2 separate regions of the Mus musculus genome follow, and region 1 is linked to region 2. A link is a contact called in public promoter capture Hi-C data. All regions are on one chromosome and are shown on one strand. Each heading gives the region's core, a stretch centred on a gene start, on an enhancer-like site or on the middle of the called end of the contact. The rest is flanking DNA. Distances are from core to core; before and after follow the strand shown. Region 1 holds the start of Ciao2a (cytosolic iron-sulfur assembly component 2A). Region 2 holds the start of Snapc5 (small nuclear RNA activating complex, polypeptide 5).

Region 1 (4,821 bases), core at 2,149-4,648, 1.9 Mb after region 2:
TCATTTTTTGGGAAGAAGACAAGAGATTTTTACAGTCTTAAGAAGTATCAAGCCTCCATCACTAACTGGATGAGGTCAGTAAAACCACAGTCTCGTGCTTTTTACTAAGAACTCTGGACAACAGCTCCTCCCTGCCAGTTTCAATTTTCAGGTATTTCACCCATCATCTCAGAAGTTACTAACAGTAGCTGTTCTCCATGATTTATGAGAGTAACTATATAAAGATACTTAAACAGAAATAAAGACTCCATTATCGGCAAGTTACTCTTTCTCAGAGTAGCAGACATCATTAGACAATCTGCTGTCATTAGCACCAGCAACCACTTTATGATTATAGCCTTCAATTTCTCAACATAGTAAAATTTTAACTACGGCCATGTTAAAAAAAACAAAAACAAAAAACCCTCCAAAATCTAAATTTTTTCTAATGTAAGGGGCACCTCCAAGTTTTCAGACACATGCTATATACAGAATTTAAAGTTATTTAACTCAGTCTGATACTGATTAGCTACTCTGAAGAGAAACAATAACCAAGAAAGGAAGATAACTGCATAGACTCGGTACTGAAGACGTTTCTAAGCTGGAACTAACTGTACCGAGTGGTATGAGTCAGTGTTCTCATAAAACAGCCCAAAACATCTCTCCTGGTGCTGTTAACCCATGACATTCCACACGGAAAGACAAGGAGGTTTTGGTTGTTTTGCCAGCAGCTAGCTCTCATTTGAAACCTAGATATTTATTATGGGAGACAGTTTTTCCCTTCACATTTACAGATCTGTTTCCAAGCACTTTAATGCATCCTTTTAACAGAAACAAAAGCTTTCTGATCCGTGTAATCTATTTCTCTCAACCAGCATTTGCCCTGATTCCTGGAGAGATCAAAGGAGTCACAACCTAACTTCCATAAACTAGTATCCAGAATGGGCTTTTGGTAATGACCAGGAAGTGCTGGGTATAACAGGAGGATCAGTGGGCGGGTCATGGTCCTTCCTAGATCACGTTTCCACTTTCGGTGCAATAAAACAAGGGAACTGATGGTCTGCACCTCATTTTCTAATTTGTCATGTTTAAAGTCAGTCTGCCCAGGACACAACCAGCAGAAATGCCCGCTGAATCCTTGGGGTAACCACACCTCTGGGCCAGGGGACGGCCTAGGTTGCTCTTGGCTATTAAGGATCCGTGGTGAAGCCACCACACCCCTCGTCTCTTCCCGCCCGGGCTTGGGCAGCCAGGCTCTAGGGCTCGTTTCCTACTCAGGGCCCTGGAGTCCTGATTGCTGACACCGAGCGAAGATTTCCCACCAGGCCCACTATCTTCAAAGCCCTCGAACCCTTAATAAGGGTTCTCTTTTGGGGGGCTCTTTTCTGTCTGCTGCCCCAAGGATGGGAACTCACGGCTGCCGCGGCGCCAGTGAAAATATCCTCCCCCTCGGTGTCGCTGTCCCCAGCCTCGGGTTCTGACCCCCCGGCAGCCCCTTCCGACTCCGGATCCATGCCAGGGAAGGGCGGAGGGAGTCGCTCCGAAGCGCTACAGCCACCACCTCCTGACGCCATCTTCCTCCACCCGTGGCGGAAGCAGCAACAACAACTTTATAGACAGTGCCGCGAGCAAAGCGCTCCAGCCGTGTGAGGTGCGCGAGGGCCGTTATGGACCCAGAGGGACCATCGGGGCGGAACCTGGGGGAGGGACCTAGGGCGGGGCCTGGGCTGCTGCTCAGCCAATCCAAGCACTGAACCGCAAGGCTGCACTGGGGCGGGCCAAGTAGGCAGAGGAGGAGCTAGAGGCTGAGGAGTTCCTCCGGGTCTTTGTGCCCTGCATGGCTCTATCTGTCACGCTTCTAAGGTTCTGTTTGAATAAAGTCTGTGACTAACAATGTTTGAAAACCTCTGCATGCCACCTGCTCATGCCAAGCACAGTGTTCTCTGAGAGATTCAATAAATATTTTTGATTGAGGGCTGAAACGACTGCAGGAAGTTTTGCCACTTAGTTTTTGGACATTAATTCATTTAACATATACAGAGCATTCACTGTGAGCTTGGCACCTTACTGTGCGTTTCAAATACAAACACAAAAGCTCCTGGCTCACAGTTTAATGAGGCAGTCTTGTAAGTCAACAATTTAAACACACTCAGTGTTACAGTGTGCAACAATAAAAAGAAGTTATCGATTTTTTGAGAAGCCAGGCTTCACACAAAGGGGAGATTTCCGTGTATTAAATTCGGTCCTTAAGAATTTTGGGTTATAGCCGGGCGTGGTGACACGCCTTTAATCCCAGCCCTCGGGCGGCAGAAGCAGGTGGATTTCTGAGTTCAAGGCCAGGCTGGTCTACAGAGTGAGTTCCAGGACAGCCAGGGCTATACAGAGAAACCCTGCCTCGAAAAAAAAAAAAGTTCCCGGAACTTAATCACAGGTTGGTGAGTCGAAGTCAACTAGAGTTTAAAGATAACATAGGTTATGTTATCACGGACTAATTTGCAAGATGATCCTTTCAAGGAGCTGAAACCTGCCACTAACACCAACAGAGGTGGTTTGCTTTTCTGGTTGAAACCACCTTAGGCAGGCCTGAAATTCTGTGTCCAAAGCTGGCCTCAAACTCAATGCTCCTCCCTCGGCCTCCCAAGTGCTGGAATTACAGGCATGAGCCACCAGGCCTAGCAAAGTTGGCTGTTTACAACTGCAAACTCAACATTAGGGGTGGATTCCCTTACAGATAAAGTAAACTGCCTGAAGGTCAGGAGAGTGTCTTAGTTTGTAACTTTTATTCCTGCATACACATTGTGTATGGCAAATTAAGTGTCTAATAAATATTTGAGGTGGAAACACAATCAACTCTGTAACTGGCACCCATCACAGCCATGAACACACAAAAAAAAGGTTAAGAAATGCTTTTTTAGGATGTTCATCTCCGTTATCATTACTACATAGTGAACACAGATAAAGTTCTCTCGCTGTAATTTGGGTGGTGGTCGATAGAAATCCTCCCCATGGAGAGAAGCTGCACTAAACTAAGTTTCTAGGAGATAAGAAAACTAAGCCTTCCCTGTCCGTAGGCATGCCTATCAACATTGGTCTTCCAAAATAACCCCTTTCACCGCAAAGGAAATCCACTTCCGGCCTGGTCAGAAAGTAAGAAAAATTTGTTTGGAAGTGGCTTCCTCTGAGAAATAGCTGTAGAGTCTCCGTTCTAGAATATCTTCCAGTAGTAGTAACCTTGATCTCCTTTCCCCTACCTCTTTAGGATTCATCTTTAGTTCTTCCTAGGAACTGAGTGGGGCATTTGGTGACGTATAACAGTCCGTTACACGATCCTCTGGCTAAGACTACAAGCCCCATATACATTTCGCCGCCGCTCCGCTAACGCCCCTTAGACATCCCAGCATGCAATGCGCCTAACGGGCCGTAAGGATTTTTCTGTGCCTTCTAAATCGAGCAGAGCATCTTGGGACATGTAGTCTTTACAGCTAATTTCCCTAGGTCCTTCGCGTTGCAGTTTTGAGTCCCGCCTATTCTCTGCTCCCCTAAACCTTTACACATGTCTTGGTTTATTTGAAGACCAGGAAGTTCTCTCTCGAGGTCGGCTGCGGAAAGACGGTGGCTCGGTTGGGACAGTCGCCAGGGATGGCGGAACGTGAGGATGGAGCGAGTGTCTGGGCTGCTTTCCTGGACGCTGAGCAGGGTCCTATGGCTCTCAGGCTTTTCTGAGCACGGAGCTGCCTGGCAGCCCCGGATCATGGAAGAGAAAGCGCTAGAAGTTTATGGTAATTTACCCAGGGCACTATTTGACGGTGTTTGAGAGGCGGCATTGGAGAGGGGGTGGAGGAGGGCCTCACCCTTGGGCTGGAGTGGACCCTTGGGGTTTTTACCAGACTTAGAGGGAAGCATGTTCTTCCGGGTCCTAAGTCACACAGCAATGTCGGGCTATTTCTAAACCTGGAGCGAAATTGAGCCAGGAACTCATAAACGCTTTGTTACCCTGGACTGCCTACAGCTCTAGGGACAGTGTCAAGGGATGTGGGCAGAATGAGCCTACAGTGATCAAGAAGCAAAGCATGCCGAAGATTTCACTACTCAAGAGTCTTTCCTTCTTTAGTTCCTGGACTTGCGTTCCTCCCGCCATAACTGAGGTCACTGTTTGGTAATGGCCGAGTTGGGGACTGGCCCAAGGTCATAGCAACTCTCTTGTGTGACAGAATCAATAGGAAGTGAAGAGGTAGGGATAGATATCTCAGCGAGAGGCTTTAAATTTACAATTTTCTTACACAGTTAAGTGTGTTCGTGTATTCACTCAGAGACTCTCCACTTTGAGGGACTGTCTTCATTGTACAGATGGGGAGTGGGTTGTTTAACAAGTACCCAGAGGGTCATATTGTCAGTAAGAAACAGAAAAAACCAAACTTGTGATTGAAAATGTAATGCTTGTTCGTGTTTCTCTCTCTCTCTCTCTCTCTCTCTCTCCTCCCCCACCTCCCTCCCTCCCTCTTTCCTTCTCCACTCTTGACCCTACCTCCCCAGCCCCTCTCTTCCCTCCGTTGACCATTTGTAGTATTATTTATCAGGATTGGGGAGAAAATCCAGAGTCTCATACAAATTAGGTGTGTTCCACCACTAGCCCTATTTTTTTGAAAACAAAAAGGCCAAGATGTAGCACTAAGAGAGATGCTCCTACAGATACAGTTTAGGTGGAATTATAGGCCAGGAAGAAGGATTCCAAAGATGGAATGGCCCGGGAGCTAATCAGGTTCCCTTATCTCTTGGTAGAGAGGCAAGGCTGACTTAACCCCAGGCAGAAGATAATTGCTACTGTACTATCTCCACAAAACA
Region 2 (4,759 bases), core at 1,210-3,709:
TGGCTGCTGAAAGTTGCTTTGCCTGCTGAGACAGTTTTTCGTTTTGCTAAGATTGAGGATGTGGGAAGTCTTGATCAGAATACTAAAGCTACTTACTTTATAGGTCTATGCCTCTCAGAGAATGAGAGCTGGCAAGGGCAAAATGAGAAACCGACGGCGGATCCAGCGCAGGGGGCCCTGCATCATCTATAATGAAGATAATGGTATCATCAAGGCCTTCCGCAACATCCCTGGTAAATCCTTGCACGTGGTTTAACTGCCTATTCTGTGCAGGCTCACTTAGCTTGGTTATGATGAAATTCCACTTCATGGTCCGTGTTTCTGAAATAACATGATATTGTGGAAGTTCTGAGTCCTACGTGAGTGAGCTACGCCAGCCATGATGGCTTGAGCTTCTAAGTGCCCTAGGTAGCTTGAGGAGCCATAGAAGTTGTATTTCTCCTGTTGGGCATGCAGGCTTCCTGATTCTGCTTCCTCTTAAAGGTATTACTCTGCTTAATGTAAGCAAGCTGAACATTTTGAAACTGGCTCCTGGTGGGCATGTGGGCCGTTTCTGCATCTGGACGGAGAGTGCTTTCCGGAAGTTGGATGAGCTGTATGGCACTTGGCGGAAGGCTGCTTCCCTCAAGAGTAACTATAAGTGAGTTTTCCCTTATTTATTACACGTCAATGACTAATGTGTGCACTAACATCCTCCATAAGTTCTGCATTCACATTTTGTTTGCGTTTTCCATTGTTTGGATGTGCCTCACCTGTGATTATTAAATGAAGATGTAAAGGTTTATTCTGTATCTGGAGAGTTGAAACATTTAAATTAAAATTTGTACTGCTTTGTGTTCAGTTAGAGAATGAGACTTTGGACTTCTCTCTTCCTTCCCCCCAGCCTGCCCATGCACAAGATGATGAACACCGACCTTAGCAGAATCTTGAAAAGCCCAGAAATCCAAAGAGCCCTCCGAGCACCACGGTAGAGTTTTAAAACTTAAGGTCTAACACTTGATACGACCCCTTGACTATTAAAGGGATACATGTTGATTAATGAATGCTACCTCTTGATAGCAAGAAGATTCATCGCAGAGTCTTGAAGAAGAATCCACTGAAGAACCTGAGAATCATGTTGAAGCTGAACCCTTACGCCAAGACTATGCGCAGGAATACCATTCTTCGCCAGGCCAGAAATGTAAGTCAGTTTGGCGTGTCAATTTTTTTTTTTTATTAGATTGCCCCCTTCCAAGACAGGAACTTACTATGAAGACGCTGGCGCCCCCCCCCCCCCCAACCACACACACTTGTTTCTACCTCCCCAGGTACTGGGGTTAAAGATGTGAACCACGATGCGCTCATTGAAGATAAGATTCTTAATTTTCTATTTGTTTTTGTTGCAGCACAAACTTCGTGTGAAAAAGCTGGAAGCAGCAGCTACTGCACTGGCAACCAAATCCGAGAAGGTTGTTCCAGAGAAGGGGACTGCAGACAAGAAGCCAGCGGTAGGCAAGAAAGGAAAGAAGGTGGATGCCAAGAAGCAGAAGCCTGCAGGGAAAAAGGTGGTTGCCAAGAAACCAGCAGAGAAGAAGCCTACTACAGAAGAAAAGAAGCCAGCTGCATAAACTATTAAAAATTGTTAAATTCCAGAGAGCAAGTAGAGACCGCATATTTCAATAAATCAAACATGTGGTGACAAACCCTTGTGTGACTCTTAAATTGTGGATGTTTCCAAGCCCCTTGAAATTAACCTTTTGAAGAACAAGTGGCAAGATGTGAGACTTCATGGTCAAACTTAGGTCATCAGAATTATAGAACAAAATTTTTTAAATAAAATTTCATTCTCTAGGCTGCTTTGTTCCACATGGTAGTCTACTTTATAAACTGAACTTGGGATAAATAGCTAGGGGCCAAGTCCTATGAATAGTGTGTAGTTATGGTAGCCACTAGAGGGCCTATGATGGTAAAAGGGAATGGCGGGACCACCACAGCTATGGCCACTGTGTCTGTAGAGGTGCAGTGTTCTTTGTATGAATCAGTCTGATCATCCTAGAATTATCATCGTTTCCTCTTGCCTTGATGTTAAAACTGCTAGCAGATAATGATGAGCGTGGGTAAAAACACTCCCTGAGACAAGGCAGTTCCTAAAGGTTAGTAGCATTCCTGTCCTTACTAGGCTTAGGTATTTTGGGTATTTTGGTTCCTGCCTGCATAAGTAGCCTTTGCAGAGATTAAAGTCACTTGGAAAGTAGGTGACAGGGTGCTGAGATGAATGCTATCCTAAAGCCTGTGGGGCCAATTTACTGTGAGGGATTACCAAGGGACTGAAGAATCTCCATGCTCTTTGGGATTCCACTTTGTTTTCAGATCGTGGGAGCTAAGCCCCTACTGGCCCTTCAGAAAACAGCTACGAGAAAGTAAGCCCTCAGCCCGGCGCTGGTCTCCGCAGTCGGCGGTGACGTCATCACCGCGCGCCTAGTAGAAGGCAGCGCCCTAAGGAAGTGGAAGGGGATGTTGAGTCGACTGCAGGAGCTCCGCAAGGAGGAGGAAACCCTGCTGCGTCTAAAGGCGGCTCTACACGACCAACTGAACCGCCTCAAGGTGAGCGTACAGCTTTCCAGCTCTAGCCCCTCGGGACGTCGACGGAGCGCGGCGGTACAGCTCCAGGCCGCTAGGTGTTGAGCAGGTTTAGCTCCTGAGCCCGCATCTACCCCGACCCAGCACGCCGGCTCACGGGTTACTGCTGTTTATATGCACTAGAGGGGGCTTTAGTGTTGTCATGCTAGTACTGAATCTCAGACCCGCTTGAGGCGCGAATGAAGTCTGGGAAAGAAACTTGTCCGCTTGAGTTCCCAGTAACTCTTCTGGGAACAGAGAATGACTCGGATGCAGATTTAGGTGCGCTTTGATCACGTCCTAGACATAGGGGTAATTTGGTCCCTGTGAAATGATCATGGTAATCCCTGGTCAGCACTCATGGGCAAGATCTTTAAATGTAAGTGACATGAGGATTAGAGGAGCCCTTTATAAACTGAACTTGTATACTTGTGGTAAAAAAACGATATGCAGTTTTTCTCAGGGCATTTATAAACTGCCCACCCTTATTGCAACAGAACCTCTTACAAGTACATGATCGTGTGTTGAAGATGACCTCCCAAACGCAGTTACCCTGGTGCACCAGGAAACACGTGCATTTTTTAACATTCTGCCTTTACTTTCTCATTAATGAGTAGACAAGCTCAATCATAGGACATCCATCTGTGTCTGTGGAACCAGCTGTCTCCTGGGGTGAGGGAGGGGAGAAGTGGTCTCGCCTGTGTAACCCAAGCATGCTTTGAACCTAGTGTGTAGCTCAGGTTAGTTTTAAACTTATGATCCCCTTGCCTCCCACATTTCTAACCTTAGTGTAGTGGCACTTGCCTTTAATCCCAGCACTTTGGAGGCAGAAGCAAGTAGATATCTGTAAATTCAAGGCCAGCTTGGTCTACTGAGTTGTAGGACTGCCAGTGTTACAAAGAACCTCTTCATAGGGAAAGAAAGGGGTGAGGAGGTAAAGCTGCCCTCCCCTTCTAGAGCAGTTCAGGGATGCCAACCTATATGGCATCTAGTGGAATTCACTCACTATAGTAACCCAGCAGAATACTCAGTGAAATAAATATCTTTGACTTTTCTTTCCTAGGTTGAAGAATTAGCCCTTCAATCCATGATAAATTCTCGAGGAAGGACCGAGACACTGTCTTCTCAGCCTGCACCTGAACAGTTATGTGATGTAAGTTTAGTCAAGTACAGACTTCCAGAGAGAGTGTAGAGTCCCATTGTGCCCGAGCTCTTTGGGCAGGCAAATGCTGTATGGCACATTATTACCAAGTCCAAAGGACTCTGGGAAGTACCATTCAAATATTTGGGGGCCTGGGCGAATTTATTGTACACTGAACCTAGGACTTCATACAAGGTAAGCAAGTACGCTACCAGTGAGCTGCATCTCCAGCCCCTCATAATTTGTAGTTCAGTAATTAGCTAATCTATATTAATCATCCAGACAATAGCAAGTACGCTACCAGTGAGCTGCATCTCCAGCCCCTCATAATTTGTAGTTCAGTAATTAGCTAATCTATATTAATCATCCAGACAATAGCTTATCTTTTATACTTTGTCAAGTTTAGGCAGCCTCTACTCTTCTAGTGTACACCAATATGCCTCGCCTACCCAGGTCTCAGATTACTCCATCCTTTCCAGCTACTCAAAGGAACCCCAACAAGCTAGCAGTGGTTGTTGTGTGTTTGTGGTGGGGCTTCTGTTGAAGCAGTGTCTTTTGTACCCAGGCTAGCCACCGTATGTTCTTCTCTCCTCCTGGGATTACAGGCATGTGCACTCGTATCCTGTTTAGAAACTCTGCTCTCTTTAGGACTATGTCATGGTCGCTGCTCTGTTAAGTGTGGCTTCAAGTACAAAGCTAAGGATGAGGTGCAGGTATTACCCTACTCACGCTTACCAACTGCCTTCAACAGAGCCAATACAGTGTTCCTGAATATACCGTGCTTTGAGAATTCTTTATAAGCTATGTAGCCTACACAGTTACTTTACTGATGATTTCTAAAAGAGCATGGTAGGTAAGTTAAGATCATAGTAAACATGAAGGACTTATTCTCACCGCTTTCCAGGAATGGGAGAAACGAGAAAGAGGAAAGTCATAAAAAGATGAACCTAAAATTGAACTTTAAAGATATTTTTATAGGTGTGTGTGAATGCAAGTTCGTCTCCATTGAACATCAGACAC

Evidence for each region. Promoter capture Hi-C pulls out the DNA fragments that hold promoters and counts their contacts.
Region 1: a contact with region 2 is called in a promoter capture Hi-C map of neutrophils, with 3 times the contacts expected there. The contact joins the promoter of Ciao2a here to the promoter of Snapc5 in region 2. A contact is called at or near these places in 3 of 39 promoter capture datasets (liver, neutrophils and pre-B cells).

What each region holds. Positions count from the first base shown.
Region 1 is chr9:66,123,213-66,128,033 of GRCm38.p6, forward strand. Ciao2a (cytosolic iron-sulfur assembly component 2A) reads left to right here and starts at 3,399. Exons shown (of 5, transcript NM_026635.3): 1 at 3,399-3,758. The coding sequence starts at 3,635. Snx1 (sorting nexin 1) reads right to left here and starts at 1,674. Exons shown (of 15, transcript NM_019727.2): 1 at 1,395-1,674. The coding sequence starts at 1,553.
Region 2 is chr9:64,176,838-64,181,596 of GRCm38.p6, forward strand. Snapc5 (small nuclear RNA activating complex, polypeptide 5) reads left to right here and starts at 2,460. Exons shown (of 3, transcript NM_183316.2): 1 at 2,460-2,583; 2 at 3,662-3,751. The coding sequence starts at 2,494. Rpl4 (ribosomal protein L4) reads left to right here. Exons shown (of 10, transcript NM_024212.4): 6 at 104-233; 7 at 484-640; 8 at 884-967; 9 at 1,060-1,180; 10 at 1,386-1,725. The coding sequence ends at 1,607. LOC115487261 (a small nucleolar RNA gene) reads left to right here and starts at 286; the gene lies at 286-356.